Regions from separate parts of the Zea mays genome. Here region 1 is linked to region 2. Evidence: chromatin contacts called from public Hi-C data. All regions are on one chromosome and are shown on one strand. Each heading gives the region's core, a stretch centred on a gene start, on an enhancer-like site or on the middle of the called end of the contact. The rest is flanking DNA. Distances are from core to core; before and after follow the strand shown. Region 1 has its middle 4.8 kb from the start of MIR171n. Region 2 holds the start of LOC100275352.

Region 1 (4,763 bases), core at 1,730-4,229, 230 kb after region 2:
GGTGGGGGAGGCACTGCTCCTCATGGCACGAACACAACAGTGCCCATGGATGGAAGGGCGTGGTGGGGGAGGCCTTCCTCATTGCACGGATTGCGACGACCGCCATGGATGGAATGGGGCGGTGGGGAGGTGCAGATTGTGGGGGAAGGTGCGGTGGGGGAGGTGATTGAGAGCAGCATAGGCGTGGTGGGAGCTCATCTTTGCGATGAGGAGCAGCAGGAGAGGATTACACGGCAGAACTTGGCGCACGGGTGTGGACGCCTACGGTGAAGGCTTATAGAGTAGTAGAGATTTTACCACCTTTTAAAACCAAAACTAAAGGTAGTTTTATAACTAGTTTTCTAAATAGAATTCTTTTGAGGTTTTGTTTTCAAAATAGAAGAGAGCCAAAACATGGTTTCATCAAATCTTAGGAATTTAGTTTCACAAGACAAAACTAATGCAAGGGCATGAGCTCAATAGTTGTATCAAATATTTTTTTAAATGAGCAAATCACATCTTGAACTATTTACATTATTGACACCCTAATTAATTATTAATAATTTTACAAAGAAACATTAAATTGTTTATTTTATTTAGTGTTTTTACTCATAACCTCAAATAGAATTTTCGGACTGTGATAAACTATCCCACTTAACCTGAACCTTGTCCTGAGATTCGAAGATGCTAGAGATAAAGTAGAAAGATAAATCTAAAATCTTGGTCATCACACTTAATTTGTGACCTATAAGATATGATTAAAGGTTTGAGAATCGGTATAGAATAACAAGAAAGACAAAGTTTGATATTCAAGGTTGTTTCGAGGTTTATGAGATGACAAAATAATTAAGATCTAGCATATTTTGGAAAGAAATAGATCGATATTATGTTCTTCATATATTATAACTCGAGATAATTGAGATTGATGATTTGGTAGCAGACTCTACCCCACTTAATAACAAGCTACTTGCTTATCTTTGAAAACATCCATAAGAACAACTTCTGATCGAAACTGTCTTCAAGGGTTTCTTTAGAGATTACCACTTTAAACAACACACAACACCATCTATTCCCCTTTACAAGAATCTTGTCCTGAGATTCGAAGAGATTAGCAGGAGGGACAAAGGAAGCTTTTTTTAGAACTTCAATCTGCCTTCTATTTAAGAAGTGAGAAATGTGTCTGGGATGTGAGGGATGAAAGGGGTCTTTGTACATGCTTTATTCTATAGGTCGCAAAACCAAATGATACACAAACAACATGCTAAACAAACTGACAGAGTGGTACTCGCGCTTATCGGTCTCTTGCTTGCCCACAACTTGGGTCAATTGACGATGAAGTGGACAAGGTCGCCATATTTGAAGCAATCCTCCTTGCCTCCACCACACTGTTAGTTCATACGGTTGTTGTGAAACCACACAAATCAACTAGCAACAAACACCAATTCTTCACCTCCAAGAGACTCAACCTACTCCTCTAAGATATACAACAAAGAGGACAAAGTGAACATATAGCAGGTGAAGGCTTAAGCAAAGATGGATCACGACTTGAGACAAGTACCATGATGGGTGTGCTAGGATTCTCAATTTTAGCCCGAGTTTGGTGGTCAATCTCTATGGATTTGAGCTAGTTGAATAGCTCATCCATAGAAAGAGTCTCATAGTTTGGCGACTCTATGATAGCTGAGACCTTCACCTCCCAAACCTTTTGATCTAGGGTGTTAAGCAACTTGAGATATATCTCATGATTATAATAGGGTAGCTACCTTGTTTGTGCATCTTGTTCAAGATCATCTAGAAGCGTGAAACCATGAAAACAGTAGACTTCCTGAGAAAATAAACAAAGTTCTCGTACTCTCACTAGTACATCTCAAAGAGCTTGATCTTGATATGATTGTTACCCTCATTGAATTTCTCTAGGGTAGACAGATCTTGTGAGTAGTACCAAGATATCCAACTCGATCAAACTCAGAAAGCGAGAATGAGAACAAATCGTTATGGGCCTTGTTGTTTGCATCATGGTTCTTCACTTGGAAGGAAGTAGCTCTAATAGGAAGGACCATATAGGTGTTGTCTAGAGAGATCTCCCAAACCCTATAGCCAATACTCATGTGACCAGAGAAAGGTGAATGAACTAGAATAGATGAGGGCCATTTTTGTTGGCATGCATTGAAGTTATAAGTTATACTCCCTCTGTCTCTAAAAGAATGTCGTTTGACTTTTCTAACATTAGGTTTGACCTGCTCATTTTATTCAAAAAAATTCATAATTATCATTTATTTTCATTACGGTTTAGTTTATCATACCATTTACTTTAACAATAAACTAAAGTTTTCTATATTTTTACAAATATTTTGAATAAGACAAACTGATCAAAGTTGGCCTCAAGAAAGTCAAACGACATCCTTTGTGAGACGGAGGGAGTATAAAAATATGTCGTAATATGAAGTATATGCTCATGTTCATCGACTTTTGCTTCTTGTGTGTCACCACTCAAATAAACATATTCATCTTGTTTCGCCATATCAGGGTCGCATAAGTGTGGTCTGCACACAGCTAAAGATATTCTTGAAGTCGTCATACTTTAGACCAACCGATATATTCTAGCCTTGGCTTTGCTGGGCTCTAGTTTCTCTAGTTAATGAGATCTTTTTGGTAGAGTTGAAGGTATTTAGGAAAAGGTTTGACAAAATATGGATAGTTTTTTAGGGCATTATTGCATGGTTTTTGGAGGAGGGTTTAGCTTGAGAAGCCACTCGCCCCTCTTACTAGCTAGCAGTGTAAGCTGTTTTGGTGCTTTTTAGGTGAAGCCGTTTTCTTTTTAATCATTTGATAGAGCTTCACCAAAAGTCGATGATGGAGAAAAGCCCTATAAAATAGGGTCCTGCTTGAAAACAACTTGATGGAGAAAATGATATATGCTCCATACAACACTGGAAAGTAATCATGCATCGGGCCTGCAAACATCTTTTTCATTAATGATAACTCTTCCTATGTTCCTTGAATACGGAAGAAACAACCAGCACCAGAAAAAAATGATAAATAAGAATAAATAAGAAATAAGGGCACAACAGAGGCCAAGATTTACATTAAAAAGCAGGCACTCTTTTATTATAAAACAATTCAGAAAAAAATGCAATTATTGCAAGGTAATAGTCTTCATCATTATCTCCAGGAAGGTGACAGATAAATTCGACAAAAACGAGATAACGATATTTTAGATTAGCTGTTAGCACTAAAAAAATAAGTTGTTTTCCATCTTTTTAGTCCTGTAGAAAAAAACTAGAACACGACTCACACGAAACAAGTTATTATTATTATTTTTTTGCAAATCAAGTCAAGCATCTGCACAGATTGTAACTATATTTGATTCCAACATTTCATATTTTATGCAACATATTAATAATAAACCCCAACAAAAAGAAAACTAGTTACTGCTCCATTCGTTCTTTTTTTATTTATTGCGGTTTATTTCAAAAATAAACTAGTGGAGTACAAATATTTGAGAAGAGATGTAGTATTGTTGAAGGCCCTCTTAAGAATAGATCATTGTATGTCACTGCATGCACGCCGGAGCGAGACGGTATCCCTTCTCCAGTATAGTGGCATATATAAAGGAGAGTAAGCTAACACTCCATTAAATTAATATATATATAAATCCAAAAGAAAGACAAATAATAGTAAGCAAAGATTAACGGCAAAAAAACTTTATTCTTATTCCAGCAACATCGATAAAGCATCAATCTTGGTTTAATTCGAGTCAGGAGCACAAGAATCACAGGCGACACTTCCACTAATATTGATATCTCAGCTTACTGTGGCAATTGTTTTTATTTGTATCAATCAAGGGGCGGCATATGCAACTAGATAGTATACCAAAGTGTCCCATGCATATCTGTATTTCTATAATAAAGTTCATGAAATTGTGATATAGGTTTTGTCTAATATGGAAATCAATATAGATAATACCTAGTCGGTAATGCTAACATGTGTACAAAACATAAAGAATCTGTGCTGGTATATTACTTAGAAATTTGATGAACACAGGTTCAGTACTACTTCCTCCGTTCAAAATCAAAACACAGATATTTTGATGTGCATATGCTGGTATTTTCCCTATAAACTTCGTCAAAGTAAAATAAATTAATACCTCTTAAAACAATCTATATATAATTAATTGAAGGTAGTATTAATGAAACCATGGACGAAATGGCAAAAAATTCAACAACGAAAAACTCTTCCAAAGTAAAAAACTAAACCAAAAGAAACCCTATCTCGAAATTTTTGACAAGAGACGTATCTATCATATTTTGTGGATAGGTTAGAAGAATCAAGCAAGAAACTGTGTATACTACGGGGATTTTGGTTTATAGGGACTAATTTTTAGTCACTCAATTTTATTCCACTTTAGTACCTATATTACTAATTATAGAAAATAAATTCTATTTTGGTTTTCATATTTGTGAATTTAGAGACTAAAATGAAATAAAATAGAGTGACTAAAACTTAGTCGCTTGGGGCCCTCTGTTGGCTCCTGGTGCCTAAGGTCCCTGGCATCGCCTAATATGAAACATCGGGCCTCAAACCCTTGGGGCCCAAGCTCTCTCCTATAAACAATAGACTTATTGCTACTAAGTGTAATTCTATCCACAAGACAGAATTATTTTCCTAGACCCACTAGGGCATTAGTACCCTAAATCAGGGACTCTATGTCTAGAGTTCATGAGTGGGTTTGTAGCGATAGCGTATTGGATAAACTTAGGTACAACACATTAAACATGTGATGT
Region 2 (4,532 bases), core at 709-3,208:
GTTGTGCAACAAAGTCCAAGCAAAGAAACGACACTTTGGTTCAGTTTTTGCTTTCCAAATGGGATTGATTTTAATTTTACAGAAGTTTGTTGCGAATTGAATTTTGTAGGCACTACTTGAACTGTAGTTCCCATCTGCCGACCATCTCCAAAAAATGGTGTCATCGAGATCATTGAGGTTGTGTGTGCTGCTGATTGAAAGCCAAAGTGAGACAAATTCTCTCACTTCCTCCTCCCGAGTGAACGGCGCGCAGAAACGAATCCAGTAATTATTTCGAAGAGCCTTGAACACCGTGATGTTTTTCCTTCTTGCTTTCTTGTATAGATTTGGTGCCATATTCTTTGGAGCCTGCCCTTCAATCCAACTGGAACCCCAAAAATCCGCCATCTTCCCATTACCAATAGTCACAATTGTTGAAGCATTGAAAAGATCTACATCCACCTTGTCGCATGGTAATGGCATGCCAGCCCATGCCTTTTCTTTAACCGTCCACCGTAGCCACAACCATCTTAGTCTTAGCGCTCTTGCAAAACACTCCAGGTCTAGAATTCCTAGACCCCTCTATTCTTTGGCAGACAAGTTGTGGCCCAGTTAATCAAGCAATGACCCCCACTGCAAAATTCTGGACTATTCCCTTTCCAAAGAAAAGTTGTCATAAGTTAACATAGGACTTAAGCTCTAATTTTGGTTGCGCTTATCTGCTGGGAGTTGGTGTAATCTTCGGTAAAACTTTGCAAAAAAAAAAAAGACCCCGGAACCTTAGAAAGAACAGCATGAAAGGCCACGCACGCAGGTACGAGTACGATACGATAGGACGTACGAATGCCTAGGTCAAAGCACGCGAGGATTTGGTCAAAATCGTTCTGTGGCGTGCTGCGCCAGCTCGTCGACTACTGAAGTACTTACTGATCTCTGACCCGTTGCCCAACCGTTGGGTCTTCTTTCCAACTCTTGGGGTGACCATAAAGTCCTCACCGACGTTACGTTACGTTACCTTGGAATGTGGAGTTCCGTATGGTGGTGCTGCATCTCAAATCCGTACGCCACTACTATAGTTGAGTTGCATTGAGCATATGAGTAAGAAATGATTAAGCTTATGTACATGGGTTCAGTTTCATACAATACAACGTATATATTTACTTTTCATATTACATTGCAATAATTCTACCAGCTACTGTATTACTTTGCCATGCATGCATAAGACAGCACTACCGAAACCTTAGTAAAGAACAAAAAGAAGAGCCCGTCGTGCCGAACTGCCGACGATCGACATTAATCTAAAGCCTACTAGCTCCCTCCCGTGTGTTCTGAAATCTGAAACCAGCACACAGGGTGACAGGGTGACAGGGATCGCCGGCCCTGTCACTTACTCCGGGCCGGCCGGCCGGCGTGTACGGGATGGCGCGCCTAGTGGCCGTCGCCGGGGCTCGGGCCGGAGTTCTTGATCCCGCCGAGCATGTCGACGCTCATCAACCTGTGGCCTGCTGCAGCACCGCCGTCCTGCTCCGCGGCCCTGACCACCACCACCGTCTGGATGTAACCCACCGGCGGCGACTCCTCCACCGTATGCTGCTGCGCACCACCATCATCGCCCTCTGACGATACCTTCAGCGGCCTGCTGGCACTCGAGACGGTCGCCGCGAGCAACAGGCACGTCGTCAAGAGCAGAAGGCCGACGACGACTCCAGCCGCCGGCGCCCGCGCGCTGCCGATGATGATGAGCTTGGTCGCCATTCTGCTGGCCGTGGCGCGCGCGCAGTCTCGACCGACCAGTCGTCGTCGAGGAACGCTACGCTACGTACCCGTCTCTCTCTGCGCTAGCTGCACTCTGACGACACTGCTAGCAGGAGCCTAGCTAGCACTAGCACACACACTGACACACGTGCGTGTTTATGTTGCCAGGTAGCTAGGTAGTGCAGACAATCGACGACTATGTATATATGCGCCTGGTTTGCACCCACCCCGAGCCGTGGCGTTCTCGGGGTTTATATAGCCACAGCTCAGTAGCGTAGAGAGGGTCCTTGGGCTCCTGCCGGCCACCATTGACCGAACGCCCGGCCGGTCACCGGTGGCGTCGTTGGAAACCGGCAGTAGACCAGCAGCCCGCCGGGCCGGTGATCTCATCTGATGACCGGCGGCAGAGGAGGGAGCTAGCTAGCTAGGAAGGGAAGCGTCGTGGAAACGACACACGGGGGCGGCGTGTGTGTACGAGCGGTCGCCGTGCCCGCGCAGGCGGCACGCACTCGCTCTACCCGCCAGGTGAGGTGGGCCGCGCGGTTGGAAGCTCGCGCGTGGAAGTTAGAACCGCGATGGAGAAATTCCGCGCTCCCGAGAGTGGAGGACGACGCGGACGTGACATGCAGCGCAGACAGACAGAGAGAGGTTGACGAACTCGGTCGATCAGTTTGTTTGGTCGTGGGTTGTGGCGTGGACTGCTGGGTCACTATTATAGCTCACGTACCAGACCAGACACGGTGCCTCAGCATTCCATTTACCAAATTAGACATCTATCTACACGGCCGACGACAGCGACACCCGGCCGGCTGTTGGTCTTCTTCCTCCGTAGCAAATGTTACAAAATAACACGTTACAAGATATGGTGACCAATTCAATGGGCTCGACGAACTCATCTCTAAGGAACACACCTCTTAGGGATGACTCCTGTCACTTATATATATATATATATATATATATATATATATATATATATATATATATATATATATATATATATATATATATATATATATATATATATATATATATATATATATATATCAGGATGTTCCCTGCAATAAACATAACTGTCATTATCTCTGTCACTTCTTACTCTCGTTACCACTGAACTCTAATATGTTATTAGCACGAGCTCGCGAGAACAGAGGGAGAAGTAGAATAACACTCACTGTTTATGACAAGAACGGAGGCAGCGGCCTCCAAATCGATAGGAGAGATGCATAATGATGTCAACTCGACTGGGGAGGAATTATGCTTTGTGGACAGTTGTACCACAAACTCTATATTTAGGGAGATCAAATACTTTCAGACTCTTAAAAAGAGAGATGAAAAAGTTTTGACCATCGCTGGACACGATGCGGTGATAGTTGGCTCTGGACGAGCAACTATTACCCTCCCCATGGGTACTGGAATTGTTATCGATGATGCATTATTGTATCCTGATTACACTTGTACCCTCCTAAGTTTTAGAGATATCCTGTAGAATGGATTTCATATTGAAACCCATGATGAAAATCAAGAATAGTTTTTTCTTCTGGACCAAGCCGAACAAATATGGCAAACACATATGCGAGAAAATTCCATTATTCACGTCTCGGTTGTACTATATATACATTAAGTCCATTGCACATGTTGCATATAAGGTGATTTTCCAAAATGTTGATCCATTCCAGATTTGGCATGATTGACTTGGTCATCTAGGCATCGGGATGATGCAGAAAATCAGAGGCAATTCTATTGGTCATAATTTGCCTACAATTTTTTCCCCAAATCTAAAGATTTTATTTGCACTGCATGTGCAACTAGGAAAATGATTTTGAGACCATCACATCTCAAAATTAAAACTGAACCGCTTAAATTCCTTGAAAGAATTCAAGGCGATATTTGTGGGTCAATTATACCAACTTCTGGGCTGTTCAGGTACTTCATGGTATTGATTGACGCATCTACACGATGATCACATGTGTGTTTATTATCAACACACAACCATGCATTTGCCAAGATAATGTCTCAAACTATCAAGTTAACGACAAATTTTCCTAAACATCGGATTAATACAATCCGGATGGATAATGCTGCTGAATTTACATATTAGGCATTCAATGATTATTGTATGGCGCTGGGTATTCAAGTACAACACTTGGTACCTTATGTCCACACCCAGAATAGAATGGTTTGGCTGAGTCACTAATCAAGCGGACTAAACTCATCGCAAGACCATTATTAATGAATTGCAAATTGCCTTCGTCGTGTTGGGGTCATGCAGTTCTGCACACTGCCGACCTTATACAACTACGACCTACTGCATATCATTCTACTTCCCCAATACAAATGGTACGTGGAAATCCTCCAAGCATTTCCTATTTGCGTAAATTTGGATGTTGTGTATACATTCCAATCTCACCACCTCAGAGAACAACCATGGGCCTACACAGGAAAGTGGGGATCTATGTGGGATTTCAATCTCCGTCGATTATTAAGTACTTAGAACCCTTGACTATAGGTGTACATTTGGGCGGGGCCTGATAGGCCGGCCCGAAGCACGAAAAAAGCACGACCCAGACACGACCCGATATATCGAGCCGGGTTTGGGCCGAGGTCGTGGGCCATGGGCGGGCACGAGCACGACCCATTTAAGACAGGCACAAAATGCCCCATATAGAGGCACGAAAAGACCCATATATTTATTAAAACCACACTTCATTCCACACTTTCATGTACTTGATAAAAACACAAAACTAGAGATAATGCTTGTTAGATGTCTTTAGCTTTGAATTAGAGTATGTGATGTAATT

Evidence for each region. Hi-C and Micro-C count contacts between places; a contact is called where the count stands out from the background.
Region 1: a Hi-C map of leaf shows a contact between it and region 2, with 2.6 times the contacts expected there. The contact joins the enhancer-like site here to the promoter of LOC100275352 in region 2. A contact is called at or near these places in 3 of 25 Hi-C or Micro-C datasets (ear, leaf and tassel).

The regions. Positions count from the first base shown.
Region 1 is chr9:101,968,477-101,973,239 of Zm-B73-REFERENCE-NAM-5.0, forward strand. No RefSeq gene overlaps it. Among protein-coding and RNA genes, the nearest start is that of MIR171n, 4.8 kb to the right of the region's middle. Within about 2 kb of position 2,980, at least 1 of the 20 cell types and tissues checked has an H3K27ac peak or open chromatin away from gene starts, as enhancers often do. A contact at or near this core is called in leaf, where this site is marked.
Region 2 is chr9:101,743,308-101,747,839 of Zm-B73-REFERENCE-NAM-5.0, forward strand. LOC100275352 reads right to left here and starts at 1,959. Exons shown (of 1, transcript NM_001149447.2): 1 at 1,048-1,959. The coding sequence starts at 1,734. The coding sequence ends at 1,408.